2 separate regions of the Anas platyrhynchos genome follow, and region 1 is linked to region 2. The links are chromatin contacts, called in public Hi-C maps. All regions are on one chromosome and are shown on one strand. Each heading gives the region's core, a stretch centred on a gene start, on an enhancer-like site or on the middle of the called end of the contact. The rest is flanking DNA. Distances are from core to core; before and after follow the strand shown.

What was found. Hi-C and Micro-C count contacts between places; a contact is called where the count stands out from the background.
Region 1: a Hi-C map of skeletal muscle shows a contact between it and region 2, with 6 times the contacts expected there. The contact joins the promoter of KCNE2 here to the enhancer-like site in region 2. A contact is called at or near these places in 3 of 8 Hi-C or Micro-C datasets (F5 follicle, skeletal muscle and small yellow follicle).

The regions. Positions count from the first base shown.
Region 1 is chr1:111,196,477-111,203,434 of IASCAAS_PekinDuck_T2T, forward strand. KCNE2 (potassium voltage-gated channel subfamily E regulatory subunit 2) reads left to right here and starts at 2,790. Exons shown (of 3, transcript XM_021268384.4): 1 at 2,790-3,031.
Region 2 is chr1:111,281,958-111,288,330 of IASCAAS_PekinDuck_T2T, forward strand. All of the region lies in intron 2 of KCNE2 (potassium voltage-gated channel subfamily E regulatory subunit 2), which reads left to right. Among named protein-coding and RNA genes, the nearest start is that of SMIM11, 21 kb to the right of the region's middle. Within about 2 kb of position 3,039, at least 5 of the 8 cell types and tissues checked have an H3K27ac peak or open chromatin away from gene starts, as enhancers often do. A contact at or near this core is called in F5 follicle and small yellow follicle, where this site is marked.

The DNA of each region.
Region 1 (6,958 bases), core at 1,540-4,039, 86 kb before region 2:
CAATGTGGTAGGGGTATGAGGGCACCTTAATGAAGCTTTACCCTTTAGGTACTTCTAGTTTCTGAATGCATGGGGACAATCAGGGTTCATACCATGCTATGAGAATGACCTCTGCAGCATGCTCTATTTTTATGGATGAGCAGAGGCTAACAGAAAATATGTGAAACTGCTGTCTGAAAGACATTTGTAAAGGAAGATATATTCTTGAGACTGACTTGAGCAATCTTTACCTGCTCTGCCATACGGCCTTGATTTGTGCCTGAGTGTATCTTGGCTATGCTGTGGTCTAAGACTTGTGCTCAAGCATAGTATGATGTTTTTTTGAGTTCTTTGGGGATTTGATTCTAAAACAAGATTATTGGAAAGAAAGTGTATAGAAAAGTGTCACAGAAACATCTGGAAAAAGACCGCTAGATGAGGAAATAACCATATCCCTCATGGGCAGCAGTAAAATCCTTTGCAGACTTCATGATATGAGCCATAAGTATTTAGCAAAGAATAAATATATTTGCAATTCTCACTGGGGTTTCCCTCTCTAGGTGTTTGCAGCTGTGTGCATGAGTGTTGGCCACCTGCTGCATTGCCACCATGGCGTGAGCTTCAGCTGCCAACACAATGACAGAGCCTCGCTGCTGCTTCTTCTGGGGGTGTCCTGAAGGATCAAATGTTGCAGTAGACAGTGGAAAGTTTGCCATCGCCTTAAGAAGGAGCAGATTAGGGCCTCTAAATTGCACATTTTTATATATAGCGTCCAGTGCTATTTTGCCTGGCAAACATTCGGAGCAAGTGTGGTTCCACATGGCTCCTCCCACTGTGTTGCAGGACAGGGCTCTTCATGTGCATGTGAATATCCCAGATGTTGTGTGTTGGACAAATTTAGCACTCGAGATGGGATGTGGCATCATAGCACGTAGACAGGATTTTCCTGGAAGGAATGGAGAAGCTTGTACTATACTTGAAAGAGTAGGTTGCTACGCAATTCGCTTCACTTTGGTTTGTGCTGTGAGAAATATTTCTTTTTGTGTGACCTCCAGAGTGGTCATGACAGCCAAGCAGGAGTACACAACGTCTAAATTTGGCACAGTCCTTGAAAATGTATCCCATTTTGTTTGACAGATGTCCACTTAGATGGGAAAGACCTTTCCCCTGCCCCTTAGGCTGGCTGGGGACTTCAGCAAGCCTCCTCCCAGGGAATCCTGATGTTGTTATTCTTCAGCAGTAACATCAGGTGGTTTTATTCCAGTTCTCTGTTGAGAATTTGAGGAGTTTTTCCACGCACTCAAACGATGTGTTGATACTTTCATCGTTTGCCGTTATATTTTTAATGTGTGTATCCTTGAGAGCTAATATGGAGATCATATCTTAACAACCTACTGAAATCGTTCCTTTGAAGTTGCACCTGGTATTTCTGAGTCATCAAAGTAATGAAGGCTTAAGTTGGGAAAGAGCTGGAATGTATACCTCATTAGATTAATACAAATGTTTTTGTATGGTGTGAAGGAGGCAGTGGAGGGAAATGCTTTTGACTGCACACAGGTAACCAACAGTGGAATCTGACTTAGAATCATGGAATCATCTAGCTTGCAAAACACCTTCAAGGTCCAACCATCAACCTGACCTACTGAGTCCCGTCACTAAACCATGGCCCTTAGTACCAGATCCAGACGTCCCTTAAATACCTCCCTGGGCAGCCTGCTCCAATGCTTGATCACCCTCTCTGGAAAGAAATCCTTCCCGATATCCAATCTAAACCTGCCCTGGCGCAATTTGATGACATTTCTTTGTGTCCTACCAGTCCTATCTGTCCTAAGCCATGAACAGCCAGTTTCTCCAAAATACTACGGGGAACAGTGTCATATATTTCACTAAAATTCAAGTAAACAACTTCCACAGCCTTTTTTTCATCTACCAAGTGGGTCATCTTGTTGTAGAAGAAGGTCAGGTTGGTCAGGCAGGGCTTGCCCTTCATAAACCCTAGTTGGCTGCATCCGATCACTTAATTGTCCCGTATGTGCTGAGGGTCTTGCTTGAGGGTCAAAGATTTTGCTTTTTCATGTCAACAGTGTACTCCACAAGCATCCTTGGCTGCTTCATTTCCATTTTGTTGGCTTTTCATGGGAGCAGGTCTTTGCCCAGTAAAACCTGGAAGGAGTTTTAGCCTTTTCCAACTCATCCCTGACTTTATGCGTGGCCAAATCTTTGGCAATAGGCCACTCCAGAAACAAAAGAGACACTGCTTTGTTGAAGCCACTAGTTATCTCTATATTAGTAAAATTAGGGCTACTGAAATAAGGGGCCTGGGCCCAGGCACGGCAACTTGATTGAACCTAATCTTCAATTCTTAAGGTAATAATTTAATAGTTCCTAGGGTGGTGGTGGCAGGGGGGCAGCCACTGCTCACCTAAATATTTGCAGCACAGGGGGTTAACTTCCTCAGTGCAAGGACCATCCCCAACAGACAACGTGAATGCGTCCACCCTGATTTGTAGGCTAAGAGTGTTTAATAGCACAGATGTGGCCAGTCTGTGCCAGTTGACCTCAGGGTCAATGCGTGAGCCTTGCCACTATGTTGTTTGCTAGTACAGGTGTAGCCAGAGATGCAGTGACTCTTTCTATAGGTGAGATCATGATACTGAGCCCATCAGTTTCTGCAATGATCTGTTTTTTGAGACTCTTTTCATGACTGTCTCCTCCACCACAACAGGGTCGTCTACAACTCTCTTCAACCAGCCTGCTCCCCTGGCAGTGTGGAAGACCAGGGCTGGGGGTTACTTCTGCATAAGGTCTCTTTCGTCCCCAGGGAACCAGGAGTGTGCATATAGCTTGTCAGCTCTGAAACACTTAATTCCCCAGTGGTGATATACATGGAGCTTTACGCAGGCTGGCCAGCTACCTGCAGGGCTGCAGAGATACTGCCCTGTCTTAGTGCTTCTGCTCTCACTGAAATCAGCAGTGACTTCAGCAGTTCAGGACTGGACAACAAACCGTAGCCATTTCTGGGATCCTTTAAGATGAAAGGCACTCCACATGGGTAAGTTATCATTATTTGTTGTTATCCTCTCACTGATCCACTTTGGAAGACAGATGTGCATTCTTTCCCCCCCCCCTGAGAACTGATGAAACATGAAAATCAGTTCTTAGATAAGAAACCCCCCCAAAGTCAACACAATACATTGTGAGCTATTTGGTTTCTAATCTCTGAAAATGAGCCAGGTCAAACAGACACAGCTTCTCTGATAAATTGTTATTCTTAGAGATTTCGTCCTTCCATGGAAAAGTACTGAGCTGGCTCTCTGATCTCCTCTTACACTGTCATCAGCATACAGCAGCGGGCCAGTGGAAAATTGGAGAAAACCAGCTGCATGTAGAGTGTTAAGGGCATTATTTTTAGATGCTTCGTTTCTTTCTGACTACACACACTTCCCTGTGGAAAACAAGGCTGGCTATACTAGTGACTTATTGGCAGCTGCTGCATTATGCACGGTGAAGCTGCTCTTTAGAAATGGGATGCTAAACCAAATAAATAGGAGAAAAACAGATCTATCAATTTGTGTAGTGCACAAGTACACACGAGGTGAGGAAGATTTGAGAGCGAATGCATGGGAGTCTTTGGAAAGCACACAAGCCCTTCTGTCAGTGGAGATATGAGTTTGAGGGGGTAACTCCAGTTCAAGCTCCCTTTTTCCCTGACTGGGGATTTTGCTTTCTTATTTCCACTAGCTGTTGTGGCATTTAACAAGTATCAAAGCCGAATGCCCACTTTCCTTGGAAATACTGATCTGCTGTCACTACAGGGCTGCTAAAGAGAGCAATCCCCAGTCCAGCTCTGCTGAAAACTATGTTAATAACCAATTGCTTGAGGACTCGAATGCAGTTTGAAACACGTGCACACGTGGATTACTCCACTGCCTCCTGCTGCCAGCCTGCCCGTTATCTCCAAGGGGTGACTTGCTGCTTAAGCTGCATGCAGTTAGGTATGCAATCTGCCAGTATGCTGAAAAGCTCAGTCTTTCCTTTTCTTCTGGCTCTATACAACCTCAGCTGGGTGCGAGAAGGAGGCATCTCTGGGAGTGCAGCAAAACTTTCACCTCCGAGTTCTGGGCCACCCTCCGTATGCCCAGGGCAACACCTCATGAAGAAAGGACAAGTGTGAAATCTGTGGGAGGAGGACAGCAGGGAGGATCTCTCCACCACTCAAAATCTCTATCTTAAACACTCACACCAGTCATACCAGTTATAAACCTGTCTTCTTTAGGATTTTTTAAGGGAAATGGGAAAGAAGAGTGTAGTGGGGACTCCACAGGCACATACCTGCCATGGCTCCAGGTCCTGATTTGTGGGGCATCATGTTGATTCTGGATGGGAGTAAAAGAGTCTCTAATTGAATTTTCACTTGTGCAAGTGTTTCACATTTGGGATACAGCTGGATACAGCTTAGATAGCTCGTCAGAGGCCTATTGTTAATTACAGTGCCTGGGAAATTTGGGGTATAAGGCAATGTGTTATCTTTGCTCCAGAAACTGTTACTGTCCTGGAGAAAAGTGTTACTTTTCTGCCTGACTTTAAAGAAATCCAACAGAGTGTTAACCCTCTCTGTTTTTCAAGACAGTCCATCCTCCTAGCTTTTGGGGCACTCCAGCTACTTCTAAGTTGTGGGCATTGGCAGCACGCCTTACCTCAGAGTACACATCTTCGTGAGCATCCTGACAGCCAATGGGGGTGAAACCTGGATGTGCTCCAACCTTTCTGGCTACCCCAGGAGGCAGTTTGGATGCCAGACAAACTAAAGAACCTAAATGGTGCCAGAGCAGCATGATGCCTGCTACTGAAAAATGGATTATTTTCTCTTGTGTTTATACTTTGTATATATACATATGTATAGTACAGGTAGGTCTCTCCTAGCAAAGTTTAGACGTACCCATTTTTTTGACTTTTTAATTTTTTTTTAAATTTTTATTTTTACTTTGCCAGTCTTGAACCATTTTAGTAGGTATTTCCTGGGTCAAGTATCCATTTCAGATTGATGTATTTGGGAAAGATTTGCCTAGATTAGCTCAGTCATTTCCAGGAATTAAGATAGAGAAAATTGTTGTTTTGTCCACATTGTATTAAAAAAAAAAAAAAAAAAAAGTAAAAACCTTCCAGAGTTTTTGCTGAGTTCCTTTGGTGTTTCCATGCTTGCAATTTCGCAATGGGATGCCATAGTGTCAGGGGCATGCCTTTTGCTCTTCTTTCCAAGATAAATTGCCTTTATTTGGCCCGCTTAGCCGCTCTTGAAATTTGACAGTCGCATGTAGTCAGTAGATAGATTTAGAAAAGTCGGCACTCAGGCATGCTTCAGACCAAGACCTCGGAAGCTGAGCAGAACTTTCTAGGTAGCTGCTTGGGAATGCTGTAGCGCGAGGCACAGAAACTGAGACAGCAAGGCTGTTCTGTGGGCCCTTAGTGCTCCAGAAAGCATGCCAAAGAGCAAGACGGAGGAAGTTTTCTGGATTATTATGACGGGGTATTAGTACATGGTGGGGGGTGGTGGGAGGCTGAAAAGGAAGAGAGACAGACTGGATCGGTAGAGCTCAGCAAGCAGTGGAGGTCTGTTTTCACAAAGTATGTACAGACTGCAGTTGGCTACGACAGTCAGCCTCAGCATGGGAGACGGTGAGGATTAGAGATAAAGCAGCAACTTCAGCTTAATCCCTGTTGCTTTATATGAGGATTGATGAGCACTTATATTTACATGGGCTGCTTGAGCGTGCTGACCTCCTCCAGATCTCAGCCTCCGATTGCACACGAGTTGTGCATAGACCAAGGCTGGTGCTGGCTGCAGCTTTGCTTGGAGAGTTGCCGAGATGAGGAGGTTCATTGCCAGTGATGCAGAGGGTAGGAGGCAAAGGACGAACAGCCTGGGTCTCAGCAGATGAACGCTGGCTTGGCAATACAAGTCCTCTCCCTGCCTCCTGGGGGAAGTGGCCAAGATTCACAAAGTGATGTAGTTTTTGGATGGGGAAAAGTAACACTGGACAAGTTTTATGCTACCAGGGGTGAAAGCCACTGGCCTTGGTGACAGAAGCCAGCAGCACCCTCCTCTTGTCCCCTCCTCCCAGTGAGTCCAGGAGGCCTGAGCTGTGCCCAGCTCCCCTCCCCAGCCTGCAGCAGGCAGGATAGACGGACAGACAGAGCCAGTGTGTAAAGTGCTCTCCTGACAGGGAGGGCAGTCATGCCATACGGGACAGGCTGGGCCAAAATATAAGTAAACACAAATATTTCTAGTGCTTTTTGGCTGTCTGTTTCGTTCTTGTACAGGCATCCTTTCATTCCTCTTCACTTTCTCATCAGAGCATGGGTCTGCAATGGAAGTCTTGCATGCACACAGAAACATCACCCGCTTTTTGTCCCTCAGTGACAAAACCGTGGCCTAGAAGTTATTCCCAAACCAGTCAGAAGCCTCCTTCCTCTACAATGCTGACCAAATAAGCCTTGTGACCATCATCTCAAGTTTGGAGAGGATAAAAAGAAAAACCACATACAAATCTCTGGGGAAAAAAGTAAAAAGTGTCTTATTTATGTAAATGTCATATCCATGCCCTAGTATCCTAGATAGCAGTGTTTTGACTACCTACTAACTAGAATGGTTCTAGTTCTCTCCACATCCAAAAAGGACTCAAAAATGCAAAGAAAATCAGTCAACTTACTGAATTAGAGGCGTAGAGGATATTGGTTTTGTTTTTGATCTTATAGTGGCCAATGTGATTAAGCCTGAGCAACGTTTTTGCAGTTCTATCTCTGTGATAAACACTGGAAGCTGCTCTTGCTGATAGGATACCTGGAAGCCGCTTTGTTGTTGAAGTGCTTCAGAGCCTTCATTTCATTGTTTACGGCTTTGCAAGTAGAACGTGGGCAGCTGCGAAGCTGAGAAAGATCCGGGAGGCCTGCATGCCTCAAGGTTATTCTGATTTGTTTA
Region 2 (6,373 bases), core at 1,789-4,288:
GGAGAGGCCACAGTGCGCACATCTGGCTGTCCTTGCTGGGTTTTGCTGCCTGTGTGCAGGCCTGGCTTGTGGTCCCATGAGGGTGGATAGAGTGAAGTTGGTGAGCTGTGGTTATGAGCTGTGGTACATGCCAAGCAGTGTCCCCACCCATGTGCTGGTTCCCAAGAGCTGGCCCCACAGGGTGCCACCCATGAGCTTCTTGAACCATGAACCTGCTGACAACCCGCTCTGCTGGCTTTGGGGCCACCCCTCTGCCTGCTTGTTCATCTTCTACCTAAGTCCCTCTCCTATGTGTGAAAGCTTGCACCCTGAGGTAAAAACCTCTTCACCAGCCTGCTCCAGGTTGAGCAGCAGTCCTGCTCAACCAGAGGCAGGGATGGGACATGGCAACGACACATTGCCCATGGGGTAAGACAGCAAGGGACAGAGGTAAAGGCCCTTCTACAGGTCAACAAGTCCAGAGAAGGGTGTGTGTTGTAAAAATGCTTTCTGGTTGTCAAGTGTAAAGCTTTTTCCTGTGGTCATGGACCAGCAAACTGCATTGGCCTCACACAGAGAAGCTCCTGGCAAGACATCATTCCTGAAAGCCAGCTCGCATTATACAGGGCTCTTGGGACCGCTGGCTCTGTGGAGACAGCGCATGGCCAGGGGAAATGTGAAGGCTGGTCAGCCCTCTTCCCACTGCACCTCCCTGCACACTGGGGACCAGCTCAGAGTGGTGAGCGACTCCAGCTGTTGTAACCCAGCCTCGGTATGGGGAGGGAGAAGGTAAGGAGAGGACATATAGCAGTGACAGGCTTGGCACAGAGATCTCCCCACTTCCTTTCTTTCCCCCCCTCCTTTCCCCTTCCCTCACACCACATATGTCTTGCTTAATCAGAAGGGAAGGGATCAAGACAGCTCAAATTAGGCACCAAATGGAGAAAAAAACTCCACAGTGATCACTGGGGCAATTTGCAATCCCTGAGATCATTCATCTTCATTGTACCCATAAGAGATGGGTCACGATACTGGCAGAAAGGCTGGGAGTGTAATCACAAGCCACATGCTCTCCTGGCCTTTTTTCTTAACCAAAATAAAAGTTAAGCCTAGAAACCCTCTGCTAATGGCAGTGACTTCGGGTTAAGAGCTATTTGCCCTTTCACATGTTAAACAGTCAGTAGTATCAGAACCTGTAAAAGAAAGTACAAGATGCATCCTTCTCTAAAAATTACAAAAATCGAGAGGGTTATAAAACAATGGAGCTGAAACAGAGCCCCAGGGCCCTCACGGAGCATGGAGCCCTTCTGTCTCCATTTCAAGATGTTCCCTGACCCTGATGGCCTGATTGCTTCTGGCTTAAGGGCTCAGCCTTGATATTAAGAACATAGGGTTGAGCCTCCAGCTGCTTTGCCTGGCTTCAGTTCCTGAAGCCATAGACATGGCGCCTCAAGGAGCACGCTGATGGAGTAACCTGGCCAAAACAGAAATATGCTGATCCATCCAGGAGTGAGATGGCCTGAAAGAAGAAATCCCACTGGACATGGTAGCTATGGTCCACTCTTTGCTGTCTTCCAGGAAGGACTTTCAGTGTGCTGCTGAACAGCAATGCAGACGTTTCCTATGGTATCAGTCCTCCAGCCCTGTGTAGTCACTGTGTAGACTCTGCTGCTCTATGCCACTTCACTTCAGAGCCACTTGCTCTCCCTCATGCACTCCATAGCCTGTGTGAAGCTTCCAGTGGCCTTGTGATCAGCTGGGGAAGGCAGGATGCAGGATTTCTCTGCAATTTAGGCCTGGATGGACAGTGAACAGGTTATGCCATTAGGGGCAAAACTGAAGCAACTTGCTCACATGAGATGGGGTAGGTGGGGCAACTGCAATTTTCCCAAGTAAGACAGTCTTTTCCATTAGGACGGCATGTGCAGGGAAGGATTCTGTGTTTTGCTGTGCCTCTAAGCTGAAGGCCTATGTGGCAATGGAGAGAGTGAACCTTTGTGTTCACTCTCTCCATTGTGTTGTGTGGATCTGATCCTAGGAGCTTATCCTCTGGTTTTCCACTTTTGTAGATGTGGGGCTGTGTCCCATGGCTTTCCATTGGGCTCCTCCACCATGAGCCATCAACGTACAATTACACTGCTGAAAACCAGACTCACTGGTTACCTTCTTTTTCTGGAGCAAAAAAAAATGGCTAATGATCAGATGACTGGTTAGCTGAAGAATCCTTGATGCGAAATGGACTGATGGAAGAGCTAGTGATGTGACCTCAGTAGGTGGAGGCATGGCACGAGCGCCTTGCTGAGATGGGGCTGGTGGTCTGGCCCTACATCTTTCTGCCCAGAAATGATGATCTGAGCCACAGAGTAACTATTGCTGACTGGGGGTGTACCTGTAGTGAGATGAGGCCTACTGTCACAGCGATGTGCTGACATGCCACTCTGAGAGCTGTGAGCTTTCCTTCAAATCTGCTGCAATCTGCTGGTGGATTAACAGTTATCTTCCTCTCATCTAAGGGCTTTCCTGTCTGTGGGCTTCCTGAAAGTCTTTATAATCAAGGAAGAAGTATCTTGCCCTATGGAAAGTTGTTGCTCTTGCTCTTGGTTTGAAGGTGTCCTTCAAACTTTTTCTCTGTGCGTCACTGCTCTCAAATTTGCCTTTATCCCAGTGAACAGTCTGGCCAGGGATCTCTGTGTGCCTGGTGGCTGTTGATGGTCTTCACTGTGAAACCATGGTCCTACATGTACTTATTCCCCCTTTTCTCCCCACCCCTTTCCCCATTTTAGCAAGATGATATGGGCCTCATCTGACCCTAGTGCTCCCACCCTTGAATACCAACCAGGTGGGTGGCAGGCCTGGCTGCAGATGAGAGGATCCCATGTCCTCCTTGAATTGCCCAACTTTTGAAGAGACATGCTGTGTTTGAAAGGGCAAGGGAAGGAGGTAAGGTGTCACGGCCCACATTGCTCTGCCCTTTCAGATACACGATAGTAACCTCTGGCGTTCCAGAGTTTGGGAAAACAAAACCCCACTGTCTCCTTATTGCACAGGCTTGGGAGTGTGGTCCAGTGCGGCGATAAGAGACAGCCACGAGCCTAATCTGGTTCAGGTCTGCTGCGTGCCTGCTGTGTGGTCTTGGCAATCGGGTCACTTTTCCATCTGTGAAATGGGGCTAGTGGTGCTTACCTTTGTTTTCAGGACGTTTCAGATCTCAGCACGAAGTGTTTTATGCAAATGAGGAGGGTTTCTGGTGCTATTTCTTAGTAATGAGCAGCAGACCTTGAATTTTGACCTTTACATGTTGTTTTTTTTTTTTTTTTTTTTTTTATGTACTCGCCTCACCGGGCCTGGACTGAGTGGACTGGTAGCAATTGAAGGTCAGGACTATTTTCCTGCCAGCTCTAACCATATAAGTAGGGGTTACAGCAGCGCTGGAGGGGGGTGTATTTATGGGCATGCAGATGAGCTACCACTTGGAAGCCTTTCTGCGGGTGGATGGAGGGATGGAAGTGCAGCTCTGTGGGGACACGGTGTGGTCACTCCCGAAAACGGCACCTGACGTGCACGAGCTCAGCCTCTGGCTTTCTCCTTTGCTGTCTGGATATAGTCAGAGTGCAAGAGTGAAGGTGAATCTGTGGCTTAGCAAAGGCGAGTAAATAGAAGTGCCAGCTCGTAGGGTTACCCAGCCGTCGGCTCCAGCCTTTTGGGCGGCCAAACTTTGACGCTGACTAGGTTGTAAACAGGAAGAATATCCATGCAGTTTTCTGCACTTTGATTCTTGATAACTTTGCCCTCGTCTTCTCAGCCAGACTGAGAGGAAAGGCTAAGTGCATTTCAGCCAGCATAAGGCATGCCTTCTTCTTCCTGGCTCCATTGGTAAATGGTACCAGATTCATCTAGGGGTTTGCCTGCACAGTAACCACGTGTGCAAGTGTCTCTCTGTGAGTGCTAACCTAAGTGGCAGAGTTATTCCCATAAAAGTTGGCCTCATCCATACACTTCAGTGTCCTCAGTGTGCTTACAGCTGCAGCAACCCTTCCATGGGAACTTCTGCAGCCTCTCCAAGATTCAGGCCCCATCTTCAGTAGATCATAATACACACTACATACCTCAAACCTGAACCTGGGCAACTGATTCCAGACTCCCTGTGGTTTACCATCTAGCCAGAAGGATGCTCACATGGTTACTGTGTCAGCAAATAATTCTTCATCAGCTCCAGTGGGCCAAGCCCAGACCTATCCTTATCTACTGTTGCCACTGTCTGGGTTTCTGAATCAGAGCAAGTCCTGAGGAGGCACTTGGCTTTGATGACCATGGGCTAACCTCTCTTTTAACTTGTTCATATGTGCACCCAGGAGCTCCTGTCAAACCCTTGCAGCAGCTGGCAGTAGCAGCAGAGGGAGACTGCCACGCTGGAGCATGCAGTGCTCTCCAGAATACAGCAGCAGTATTGTGTTAGTACCCCCTCCGGACTGGATCCATCACCATGGCAGCTGGCTGAAGAAACAGCAACAAAACAAGGAAATCACCAACTTGTTGAAACTTAATGGCTTTAGGTTTGGATGAGATTTTGACAGACCCATCTCACAGCTCCTCAGTGGCCCAGGCATCATGCAGACTGCACCTGTGCTTCCTCCTCCCCCTTCCCACACACCAACCTGAGACTCCATCCCCTTTCCGAGAGGAAGATGAACTGTTAGAGTTCTGTCTGAGGTGGAAGACAACTGTATTCAATAATAATAATAATCATCTGTAAAAGGGGATTTCTGTGTTCTGCCTACTTGCCATTTTGATGCTGTACAGGCTGTGATTCTAGACCCTATTTTGCATATGCATTTGAGATCATTTCCTTGATTACAGTTGATGATACCATAAAAATTACCAGGGACATTGTTCTGGGATTATGGCTAACCTAGGAAGAGCTCAGGTACACAGTGATATGAATTAGGATCAGATTCTATCACAAAGATGGCTCTAAGCTCCTGAATTCCTCCTGTTAAATGGGAGAGTTGGTTTCAATCGATTATTAATGATTCCTGACACAGTATCTGATCTCCAGTTCCGCAAAGTTCAGGATGGTTCAGATGAGCCTTTGGTCATCACTCATCTCATGAACTTCAGCTACCTGTGATGTGTCATTAATGATCAATTAAAAATACTGCTTACCTGTGAATATAGGGACCGTTGTTTAAAAGAGCAAGGGCAACTCTAGGACACTGCCAGATTTCTCAGGCAGATTTTCATCATCCAGGTAGCATGGATGTTAGGTATAAGGTAGGGCATTATGTAGGAATGAGAACTCTGATGCAGATTATGTGGAGGACAGGGTTCATAAATCTCTCTACGGCAAAGTTATCAGGGGTCAGTGGGTGAGCAGAGACAGCCACAGCTGAGAAGACCTAGGCTCAGCCTTCTGTCCCATCAGAGTCACTCAGTGACCATAAAAAACACCCACTCTGTTTCTCAAAGCAATTGCATTTCCTAGCTCCCATTAATTTTAATTGTATTACACACCTCATTTTCCTTGAAAGTCTTTGTTTTCAGTTCCTTTCCTGAAATGCGGTTAGCAAATTAATGTTTTCATTTGAGCTGCTCAGGTACATGGTGGTCCTATTACCCAAAAAAGTCCCACAGACAGCAAGAGAGCACAGAGTGCAGTCCTGCAGATGTGGACCTCCTTGAGGCTGCTCTGTGTGGGTAGCCAGGCTCTGTCTCTGGGTGGTATGTGTCTGTGTCCTTCGGAAGTAATGTTCTCACCCTTCCTCAGACTCGTATCAGCTGTGAGATGCTACAGGGTACAGCTCATGCTGTTCCTGCCTGGTGAGATAAAGCTCCCTTCAAAGTTCCAACTTGTTAAAGAAAATCTCACACCACATGCAGTGCGTCTGGAAGCTTCCAGATTGTTTAGCGTTACATGAGCAAAACTGTATCTGTATTTTCAGCAAATATCTTCTAAAAAGATAGAGCTTAAAAATACATTGAGTTTGTCAAAAGATTCCAGTGAAAAGAGCTTTCACTCTAAGACTGAGCCGGTCTTGTGCTTAAAGCAACATTGAGACTTCCAGACAGAAGAGTACCTATCAGTGCAAGGATATTAAACAAAATGCCTGTAGCCTAATACTGGTAGAACATCACTTTTTCTTCTGTGGCCATTTCTTCACGGCCGTTTCTTCATGGTCTGCTTCTTTGTCTCATAGTCCTCAGCTGCAGACAGAAAGAAATAGGAGGAACCCATTTTGGGTCACCTTAGAGTGCTTTTGCTACTGGCCTGATATCTGAAGGGAAAGATAAAGTGTTTGCTACCTTAATAAGACTGCAGTTGGCCCTTCAAATAGGAAATGGTATTTAGAGCAACAATGCCAGCTGCGGTTGAAGGGATCTGCATCATCTCTGGTAT